Linked DNA regions of Arachis hypogaea: region 2 is linked to region 1. Evidence: chromatin contacts called from public Hi-C data. All regions are on one chromosome and are shown on one strand. Each heading gives the region's core, a stretch centred on a gene start, on an enhancer-like site or on the middle of the called end of the contact. The rest is flanking DNA. Distances are from core to core; before and after follow the strand shown.

Region 1 (5,629 bases), core at 2,116-4,615:
TCTTTTTTATTTGTTGCGGTAGGACTTGAGGTTCAATATTATTTGTTGGAACAAATGTCTTTGACTTCATGGAGTGTCATTATATTTGAAGTTGTATTTAATAATTTTTTTACTTTGTCATTAAATAGACTAAAAATTGTTGTAATACTTTGATATGAAAACTTTTAATTTAATTCTAAACCTTTAGTAATTATTTAGTTAGTAACTTATCATTTGATGGGATTTTTTTATGATAAATATATAGAATTACCTTATTGTAGGATAATGTGGCATTTGATTACATGTGCGACAAATATATTTGTCTCTTTTCTTATGTAATTGTGAAGATTTTTTCCTATTCGAATTTTCAATTTTTGTAATCATTAAGGGTGTGTGTGGTTGAGGGAATTATAGAACATTCCTAAGAATTTTAAGATGGGAATATGAAATTCCTATGTGTGGTTTAAAGTTAAAAAAAATATTCTAAGGTAACTTTTATTCCTTGGAATTGAATTACCACTCATTCAATTCCCATCTCCCCCTGGTTATCTTGGTTATCTTTCATTCTAATGGGAATGGAATGTAAATAATGAAACAAAAAGACTAAATTACCCCTATTATTTAATACTATATTTTACTTCATTTTTCTCTGTAGAACTAAACCATAGCAGAGCAGTTTCTTCCCCAAATCAGTGAGTTTCACCAACGCCACCACCACCGGAGCCGGCACCGGCACCGCCGTTACTCTAAACAGAAGATTCGTCTCCTTATCTTCTCCGATTCATGTTCGCACTGCTTTTCTCTGTGAATTTTATTCGAATCTCATATTAAGGTTTGAGTTTTTTCCCAAATCAATGGAGGCTTCACCAACGCCACCGCCATCGGAGCTACATCGGCGCCACCATTACCCTAAACGGAAGACTGGTTTCCTTCTCTTCTTCAAGTTCATGTTCGCATTGCTTATCTCTACGAATTCTCTTTGAATCTCTCATTAAGGTTTGAGTTCTTTTTATGCTTTCTACATCGACTGCTAATTTGATTAGTTATCTTTTATTTTGCTTGATTTCTTATACGCTCTTTGTGATTATGTTGCATGCAAATAACATATTTGATGATTTGTCTCAATAAAGAGTTTAAGCTTTTGACATATTTTTACATGCTTAATTTGGCTTGAATCTGACAAAAACATATTTTTACATGCTTAATCTTGTCTTAATTTGGCTTTCCGTGCTGTGTACTTCATGAGCCATGCTACAATGCACTACTAAGCTTGCATTACTATTGTTCTGCTTCTTTATCCTGTTGTCTTGATGAATTTTACATACTAGTAACAATGTAAAGTTATTTTGGTGGCAATCTAATTTTTAGCTACTGGATCTGTGGGATCTAATTTTCCAGTTTTAAAATATATTTTGGTGTGCATGTTCTGGTATACTTATATGTTCTGGTGATATTTGTTACAGTTTCGTATGATAGTGCAAGTTTATTCAATTATTCGATCTGCATGTTTACAGATTTTGGCATATAACAAGAAGCCTTTTAAGTTTTTCTCTGATGCTTCTTCAATTTATTTATTCTGTTTTACTTGTTTGTTGATATATTTTAGACTGTTTGAAAATTGAATTAGCCAACTTACTTAGTGGAACAAGGATCAGTTGTAATTGTATTTGTTGAGAACTGATATTTCCATACTGCTATTACTAAATTTGATATGTGATCACCGGTTCTTTTCTTTCTTATTAATGTTTTGATTCAAGTGATTTGAATAAAGTCTTGAATTAGATTGAAGGATGACTAGGTGAACGAGCATTAGTGCATTACCATTAATGTGCATGTAAAATTCTCTAAACCACAATGAACTTTGGTTTATTTTTTCTTGATTTGATAAATCTGAATGTTAGTTTATATATAAAAAATGAATTCAAAAAGGAAAAATGTAAATTTTGGTACTACAATTAATTTCAATGCATTAATCTTTTAGTTGATTGACTTTGGATAAAAAAGAAAATGTAAGGTGATTCTCTTATAGTTATACTCTTCATTGAGTGAAGTCTTGAAAGGGTACAAGAGTAAATAGATTAACCGACAAGTTCATTGATTCCCCCCCTTTTTTTTGTTTGAAATTTCTGTTTTTCTGAAATGGGTGTCTCCCATGATTTCTCGCTTCATTGGTCAATAATGTGTCATTGAAATGTCTCCATGCTTTTGTGTCATTGAAATGTCTCCATTTGGTAATAATGTGTCTCTGTCTCTCTGTGTTTATGTGTGTGCATTTTTAAGTAATGTTTGTTTTTCTTACTTTGCTTTTGGTAATTCATTTGCTTTGGTTTTAGTTTTTGATTGTCACTGTTAAAAGTGCTTCTGAATTTGAGTGGTTGGTCATTTTTTGAACTCTGTCATTTGTTCAGAGAAACGAGATTGGGTTGGTTAGAGACATACAGTGAATCTACACCAATGTATCAGCTTCACGGATTCGTAAGTGTTCAGATCTGAACCACAATACATTATTCCTAATATAATTTTTTTTCTTATTCTTCTCCCTAAGTTCCTTGCTTCTAAATTTGGTTGGTGAATTTTGCTTATAATAACTGAGTTGAAAGACTTTTTTCTCTGATTTTTTGGAACAACAGTAGATACTTTATTTCTTTACCTTGTGTATTCAGTATTAAAATGTTTCTGTAAAGATAATATTCCGTATAAATTGACTCTGTTGCTATCTACCAGTGGTAATTGCTGTTTATGAATTGATAAAATTGAAATTTCCCTTCTCCAATTCTTCTTCTTTTTTTTTAAAGTACTCTTGCTAGAATGGTGGAATCTGAATTGCATATGATCTACTCATAGCATTGGGTTTAGTAGGTATCACAAGAATGCAGTTCATGAGTTGTGTGAAGATTTTCTTATTTCATTTTGTTAGCTTAATATATTTTTCTTGAATTCCATTGTATTTGGATTTTGGAAAATATAAAGTGGTAATTCTTACCTTTATTCTTTTCACATTTTAGCCTGCTATAGTAATCATTATATAGAATAAATAAATAGTAAAGTCTTTTGGCTAAATATTTTAATATTTTTTTTACAGAATAAATCCCAAACAGAAGATGAGAGTTATTGCCTGCTTGATTTTACATTTCGAATTAATAAATGACCTTATGGTTAAGTTATTGATGATTTGTTATGTTTTGATTATGTTAGAATTGAGAAAAAAAAAAGAAAATGGAATGATAGTTACAGTAGGCAAGTAATAAGGGATATTAGTGTCGATAGGATTATTTATTTTAGCGATCTAGCATGTATAGAAAACACAAGAATGGATAGGCATGCTTTTCATGCATTGTGTAACTAACGTGCTTAAAGTGGTTGGAAAGTTAGAACCAAGTAGGAATATGGGTGTGGAAGAAATGGTTGCTATGTTTTTACATATTATAGCACGTGACGTCAAAATTAGAGTAATAAAGAGACAATTTGTAAGATCTGAAGAAACAATTAGTAGGCGGTTTAATGATGTATTGCTTGCTATTTTGAGATGTTATAATCTCTTACTGAAGAAACCTCAACCATTTAGCCAGGATAGAATGGATGAACGATGGAAATGGTTCAAGGTAATTTATCTTGCTAATGTTATTAAACCTAATATGCTTGGTATGCTTTAAGATTAAGTTAATTGATCTCTTTTTTTTGGATTTTAGAATTGCCTAGGAGCCTTAGATGGTACTCATATCAAAGTTAATGTCCTTGAGGCTGACAAGCCTAGATATCGAAACAGAAAAGGTGACATAACAACCAATGTGCTTGGAGCGGTTGCTCCCGATATGCAATTTATCTATGTACTGGCAGGTTGGGAGGGTTCAGCTGCGGATTCTAGGGTATTGCGAGATGCACTATTTTGCAATGGGTTTAGTGTTCCCCAAGGTATTTTTATTGAGACTTTAGTATGTTATCAAAGTAACTATTTGATCTTTCATTAATTTTGTTCAATTTTATATGTCACACTAGGTCATTACTACTTATGTGATGCTAGATACGTGAATTGTGAAAGATTTTTGGCACCTTATAGAGGACAAAAATATCATTTGAGTGAGTTTAATCCACATAATCAATCCAGTACACTCAAGAGTTTTTTTAATATGAAACACTCATAAGCTAGGAATGTCATTGAAAGGACATTTGGAGTATTGAAAGCAAGATGGGGAATTTTAAGAGGAAGATCATTTTATCCTATTAAGACTCAAGGAAGAATTATAACTGCTTGTTGCCTTTTGCATAATCATATTAGAAGAGTGATAGTTGTGGATCCTATTGATGAGATAGAAGATCAAAATATACTTGGACTAGATGGTGAGACGATCCACCATATTGAGATGAGTGATGCTTGGGGTAGATGGAGAGATCAACTTGCACAAGAAATGTGGAACCAATGAAGGAGAAGACATCACGCTCGATAATTGTAATAGTTTTTCTATGTGTGAGGCTGTCTGTCGTAATATTGATGTCATTTTGTTGATGTGTTTGTGTTCTTGTACAAGAGTTGTGCGTCTGTTAGTAAATTTTAACTTTTGAGACTTCTTTGTAACTTTAATTTGGATAATAGTAAAGCTTTTTAATACATATGTGGTTAGAATCGTTGAGATTTGTTTTATATAAGTTCAATTATGGATTATGAGACGAATTATGAATTATGGAATTTTTGAAAATTTAGATACATATTTTGTGTTATTTTAATTAAACATATTTAATATTAGGGGTATTTTAGTAAATTTAAAAAATTTAGAGTCAATAATAATTTCACTAAAGATATTTGTTATTAGGGATATTTTAGTAAATTTAAAAAAATTTAGAATCATTAATAATTTTAATTAAAGATATTTGATATTAGGGGTATTTTAGTAATTTTAAAAAAATTTAGAATCAATAATAATTTTAATTAAAGATATTTGATATTAGAGATATTTTAAAAAAATTTAGAATCAATAATAATTTTAATTAAAGATATTTGATATTAGGGGTATTTTAGTAAATTTAAAAATAAAATAAAAAAATATTTTATTATATTTATATTTATTTAAAAAATTAGAGTCTAAAAAATTTAATTAAAAATATTTTATTATATTATATTTATATTTTATTATATATATTTACTAAATTTAATCATTAATATTCTAATTAAAAATTATAAGGGCATTTTGGACAAAATATTCACAATTCTCAAATATATTAAATATGAACCAAACAAAAACTAAAACATACCTAGGCATATTATTAATATTCCATAGACTTTATTTTTACAAACCAAACATAGGAATACTCTATACTTGGTAATATTATTCCAAGGAATCATATTCCTAATAATGATATTCCTAGGCATAAAAATTAATCCTTGAACCACACAGACCATAAGTATATGGTATTTGAGTTAGTGTAATATATGTTGTGAGTTTTTTTGGGTCATAACTTGATTATCAGATTCTCATTGTATGGTCAATAAATTTTGGATAGTTATTTGATTTTTTATCATTCTATTTTGAGGATTTGTGTTGGCATAATCTTGGTTTGGTATCTCCATTATTTTTTCGTATTGATCGGTCCTTTTTAAAATATTATTTATATTTGTTAAATTAAATCATAAAATAAATATTTTAATATTTTAGAT
Region 2 (5,629 bases), core at 1,022-3,521, 290 kb after region 1:
AAAAGTAAGCCTTTTCAATTTATCAATGACAAAGGTCAACAAGAAACCATAAAGCATACAAGGGCAAGCATTATATGGAATGTGAACCAAGTCTTATTACTTTTCACAGTCTGTCCCCTCTCTTTCACTTCCTCAGTTTATGATTACTTCATTATAACAACCATATTTGTTTAATACCAGAGAAGAAAAAGGAAGGGATATCATTTTGAAGATGTACGAGAAAGTGAAGGGAAGGAAAGTATTTCATTATATAAGAGAATATGTGCTAAATGCTAATTTAAGAATAAAAACTAAAAAATCAAAATGATAGATTATCCCAAAAACAAGAAAATCTTTCTACCATCCTAGTTAACTAAAACTTGGCATTGAACCATAAATACATAAGAACACTGGAAGCTCAACACACATTGCAAAATGAATCATATTTGAAAGGTGTTGAATATAGAGAAACTGAGAAAGTGATAAACACCACTTGTGCTTGCTTACCTTGCCAATTAAAACAGATTTGGCTTTCTTGAAGCTGGAACCGAGCTTTTCATATTCAGGGGCAAGCTTTTTACAGTGCCCACACCTATGGTAACAAAAAATGGTATGAGAAACACAGATTGAGAATTAGAAAAAAAATGTGCATCTTATCTTTGCTGGATCGCAAAAAAAAAAAAATTGACACGATGAATCACCCGACAGAGTGAAAACCTGGCAACTTTCTATATATATATAACGAACTCAGAACCTTCGGTTGGCACAAAAAAAGTCTCGTTGGTACCCTCACTCTCTCTAGTGTCAATTATACAGAGATCTTATCATCTAATAACTTATATTAAAGGAATCAAATCAAAGAATATAAAGTTAAACATCTATTAATCTACAAAATCAAAGAGATAAAGGACAATAACACATTCTATTCGAACTGTATACTGAACTAAACCCTAGATAAGGTAAAAATTGAATCAACAAAGGAACCAAAAATGGATTGGTGATTATTTTATTTTATTACCAAGGAGCGTAGAACTCAACGAGTGCTCCTCTGTCCTGACCAACCTCCTTCTCAAAGTTATCTTCGGTGAGCACAACAACATCATCTGCAGAGACAGATACGAAGACGAGAGCAAACACCAACACTCCCAACGCTAAACCCCTGCTCCAGATCTGTGCACGCGTCAAAGTGTCAGAGGTGTTCGGGGTTAATTAATGGTCTAATTGTTCTGCCTATTTACAAAGATCGAAGCATAAAAGTGGAACCAGATATTGCCTTCATCAAATATTCATCATACTATTATATTATCAAACATGTAGTGCTACTATCTGTTATGCTTTAACAAAAACACAACGCTAATTTTATTTGTGGAGCTTCCAAGTTTCAACATACCTTCTTTCTCGAATGGAGTTGAGCAGCTAAGATGCCATTGTCAAGTTTACGGTGCATCTTCTGGATCTGTCACCCAAGGTGCCCCGTTAATAAGAGTTAAGTTTCCACAACTGAAATAATTAGCTTGGCTTTGTGCAAAGGACTTTAAAATATTCACTACTAATGCTATTGGACTTTTTGGTTAAAAGATAAGCGATAAAGAAAGGTGTCTGCAAAATAGGTTCATTGCATCTCCAACCAGAGATGAAATATGTATTCATTCAATTGAACCAAAACCAGTTTCTCATAATCATCTATCAAAATATTCTAGAATTGATTAGATTAAATAAGAAAGAGAATGAAATCTGAACCATTATCACAGTCATTTGAAACATCCATCTCTAGAAAAACTCAAAAATAGGTCTAAAAGCAGACATCAAATGCAAGGTAAGGGATAAAGAATAACAGATCTGATAGAACACCACCGAACATCAAGAACAGCTTCAGACTCAAACGGGAGAAGACGAACAAATAAACAAACAAACAGGACCAGCGAAGAACCTCACCGAAGACGACGACGACAGCGAGCACGAGGCCTTGCAAAAGAATATGAGTGACACCCAGAAAAGAGAAGCCTGATCGGAGACGACACCAAACGCAGCACCAAATCTGACGAAAGAAAAGTAATAAAACCAGATCTCAAGTCCAAGAGGCACGCTTGAATTACTAGGAACCACGTTGGGTTGAACAAGGGTTTAATAATTTATTATTGCTGTAGGGATACATGGGGAAAGAAAAATTTCGTACGTAGTCGAGGTAGTATTGAATTATTGGGTTATTGGGTTACGGACTTAACGTTACGGGTGACGAGCTGGTCTAAATCTATCGGACTGGTCTGTGTATCCTGCAAAAATAAAGCGAATTAGGTTAGAAAATTGGGACCGTCAAATAGTAAAAATTTATTTTAAATTGTGAGTTTTAGTGGGGTGGGGCGGACTTCTCCGTCGAACGTAGTGTTTTTTTGATAAGGGGATATTTTTGTAATTTTTTTGCCAAAATCTAACTTTTTTCAACCTAACTTATAAGAGAATGAACATAAAAATTGAGTGTTTTGGATTATATTTATTTTGTTTTGGAGATAATATTTATAATTATGTTTTAGATTATGTTTATTTTGCGTTGGAGACAATATTTGTAATTATGTTTTGGATGAAAAACTTGGTTTATAATGATGTTTATTAGATATTTATAATTACAAAGACTTTTAAAGTTTGTGAATATAGAAATTATAATTTTTTTATGCCTTTAGAAATTATAAATTTATTTAAATAGTTGTGAAATTATATATATTATTTAATAGTTAATAGTAAAAAAAATGAGATTTGGCGGGTTTAGTCCTCCAGCCCGCCGTTAGACAGGGTCGAGTGGGATTTTAAGACCGCCTCAATAGGCGGGACGGGGCGGACCAGCCCGCCAAAGGACAGACTTTTGGCGGAGCGGGGCGGGATGAGGCAGACTTCCCCGCTTGCCACCCCTACTTACGATTACCGGTGAGATTTTTGGTTAAATTGATTAATTTGCAGAGACAAACTCAGAGACAAATAGAATTTATACTTTTTTATTATTATTATATTTTATCATTAGTTTAATTTATTTACTTTAATAATATATTTTTAAATTATACTTTTAAATATTACTAATTAATTATTGATTAAAAATAATAAATTTTATTAATTTTTTAATATTTTTTAATATTTTTTAATTTAATTATATTATATAATTATATAAAATTTTAATTTTTTTGTTTTAATAATAAGTGTATTTCTTTTAATTTTGTTTTTACTAATGCAAAGACGAGCTCAATGAGTCAGATTGCAAATTTTGCTTTAAAAAGAAATATTTAAATTAATTTTTAAGAAATTTTTAAATTAGATCTCACATTTTGGTTCTTAATAAACTCTTAATTTTTATAAGGTTTTGAGAATTATCTTAGTGAAATAAATTAGTCTCTTCATTATTTTAAAATGGGACTAATTTGTGTTATAGTAATTTTTTTTATCAAGTTATTTTATAATAAAATTTGTTAAAAATTTATTTATTTAATATATATTTTAAAAATTTGATTGAAAGATTAATCTGTTTACTAAAAATAATTTTTAATATTTTTTTATAAATAAAAGTTTATTAAAAATTAAAGTATCTAATTTAAAATTTGTTGAGACGTAATTTAAATATTTATTCTTGTTTTAATATTATTACTAATGTTAAATGTAACATGAGTATGATTATTATAATAGTGTACTGATATGCAGCTTATATATTGAAAATAAGTATTTGATTTAAATGACATAAATATGGCATTTTAAAATATAATAATATTTTTATGTGGATGAACTTTCGAGGTATATCTTGTTTTAGAGGAAATTGAACTTATCTTTTTGTCTTCAAAGGACATATATTTCGACAAGAAGAATACAAATGGTGGGTACCTAGGCACTCCGACACTTAAGTCAGTAAGTATTTAAAAAGTATCTAATAACTTTATGAATATAGAATATTAGACATGAAATATAACTTATCATGCGGTGTCTTTTGAGATATAGAGATTGATGCCTTTATAGGTATAGGGTTGATGAATAGAGTTGATGTTATGACCGTTAGTCATTAAGTCAGAATAATGGTTATTAAGATCGTCCGTTACAAACTTAGAATGAAGGCAAATAAAGTTGATTTATGACTCATAATGGACAATAAAGACCGAGGTATAAGGTTACGGATCACAGTTCCCAAGCTTTGTCTGCCGATCATATGATCCAAGATAAGCTTAGAAAATAAAATGAGTTATAACTCGGTTAAAAGATAAGTGAATAATGATATGGTGAACCCCCAAGCTTAGTCGAGTTATTATGTCGGCACTTATTCAAAAAATAATTGAGTGGTAAGAGTCATTCAATCAAGATATTTGTGTGGAAGATATTTTTCTGCTTGAGAAATATTTTTCATGACATGCATATAACATTTGATTGTATGTAAATTGAAAAGTTCAGAAATATATATCCATTGACGGAATCAATTATATGATCCGAGGATATAATGATTAATTGTTTTGGAAATTTTTTCGACCCACAACAACTTATTGATGAATTTCTCGCTCAAAGCAACTAGTTATCGAATATTTACAATTTATATTGAAGGTCATATGATATGAATAAGATAAATTGAGAAAATCTCTTTGCAACTCTTTGCATACCATAAAATTCTTCTCCATGAATTATTGATAAACCACTATTTATGGTTTATATTGTGTTTAATTGTGTGGTTTTATCATGATCATTACCCACTTATTCATTAAATTAGCATGAAATTATAATTCCTTCCTAGAGACTTTAATTATATATTTTTAATTCTCCTTTATTCCATTCGATGCCGTGATCTGTGTGTTGAATGTTTCAGACTTTATAGGGCATGAATGAGTTGGAGATTGGAAAGGAAGCTAGCAAAAATGGAAGGAACACAAGAATTTAAGGAGATAACCAGCGAGAAGTGACGCGGTCGCATGGCTCACGCGACCGCGCGAAGGAGAGCAAATCGCAGTGACGCGGCCGCATGGCTTACGCGGCCGCGCGGATTGGAAAAGCTCAGGCGACGCGGTAGCGTGGACGACGCGAACGCGTGGCAAGGAAAAGCGCGAATGACGCGTCCGCATGGATGACGCGATCGCGTGACATGTGCGATCTGCATAATCTGCAGACTTCGCTGGGGGCGATTTTGGACCTTATTTCGACCCAGTTTTCGGCCTGGAACAGCAGACTAGAGCCAGAGAATATGCAGAAACGAAGAAGAACATTCATTCTACACAGTTTACAGTTTTAGATCTAGTTTTCCCTTCTCTAGGTTTTTCTCTCTAGGTTTTAGAATTTTAATTTTGGGAATTGATCTTAGCATTGGAACATTGAGAAGAGTTATTTTTCCTCATCAAGACCTCGTCATTCTAGTTCGTTCTCTTAACTTGGTTTTATTCTTCCATGTTCTTTGCTTTGTTCAATTTTGTCATTTGAATACTTTCATGATTATTTGATACAAGGATTATTTCTTCCATTTTAATTTATTTTTCCATTCCAATAATCATGTCTTCTTTTAATTCCCTTTCATGTGTTATGGATTTATTATTTACAATGAGTGAGTAGTTCCCCCACTTGATAGGGAGTTGATTGAAAGGAACTCTTGAGTTGGAAGGATTGAAAGAAAAATTGTAATTGGGTTAACTGTTGGATTGTTATC

What was found. Hi-C and Micro-C count contacts between places; a contact is called where the count stands out from the background.
Region 2: a Hi-C map of leaf shows a contact between it and region 1, with 2.2 times the contacts expected there. The contact joins the promoter of LOC112727518 here to the promoter of LOC112730117 in region 1. A contact is called at or near these places in 2 of 8 Hi-C or Micro-C datasets (both in leaf).

Annotation. Positions count from the first base shown.
Region 1 is chr12:71,719,834-71,725,462 of arahy.Tifrunner.gnm2.J5K5, forward strand. LOC112730117 (protein ALP1-like) reads left to right here and starts at 3,366. Exons shown (of 3, transcript XM_025780223.1): 1 at 3,366-3,581; 2 at 3,669-3,891; 3 at 4,123-4,400. The coding sequence starts at 3,366. The coding sequence ends at 4,400.
Region 2 is chr12:72,007,389-72,013,017 of arahy.Tifrunner.gnm2.J5K5, forward strand. LOC112727518 (probable protein disulfide-isomerase A6) reads right to left here and starts at 2,272. Exons shown (of 13, transcript XM_025777288.3): 1 at 1,915-2,272; 2 at 1,370-1,435; 3 at 998-1,149; 4 at 487-571. The coding sequence starts at 1,426.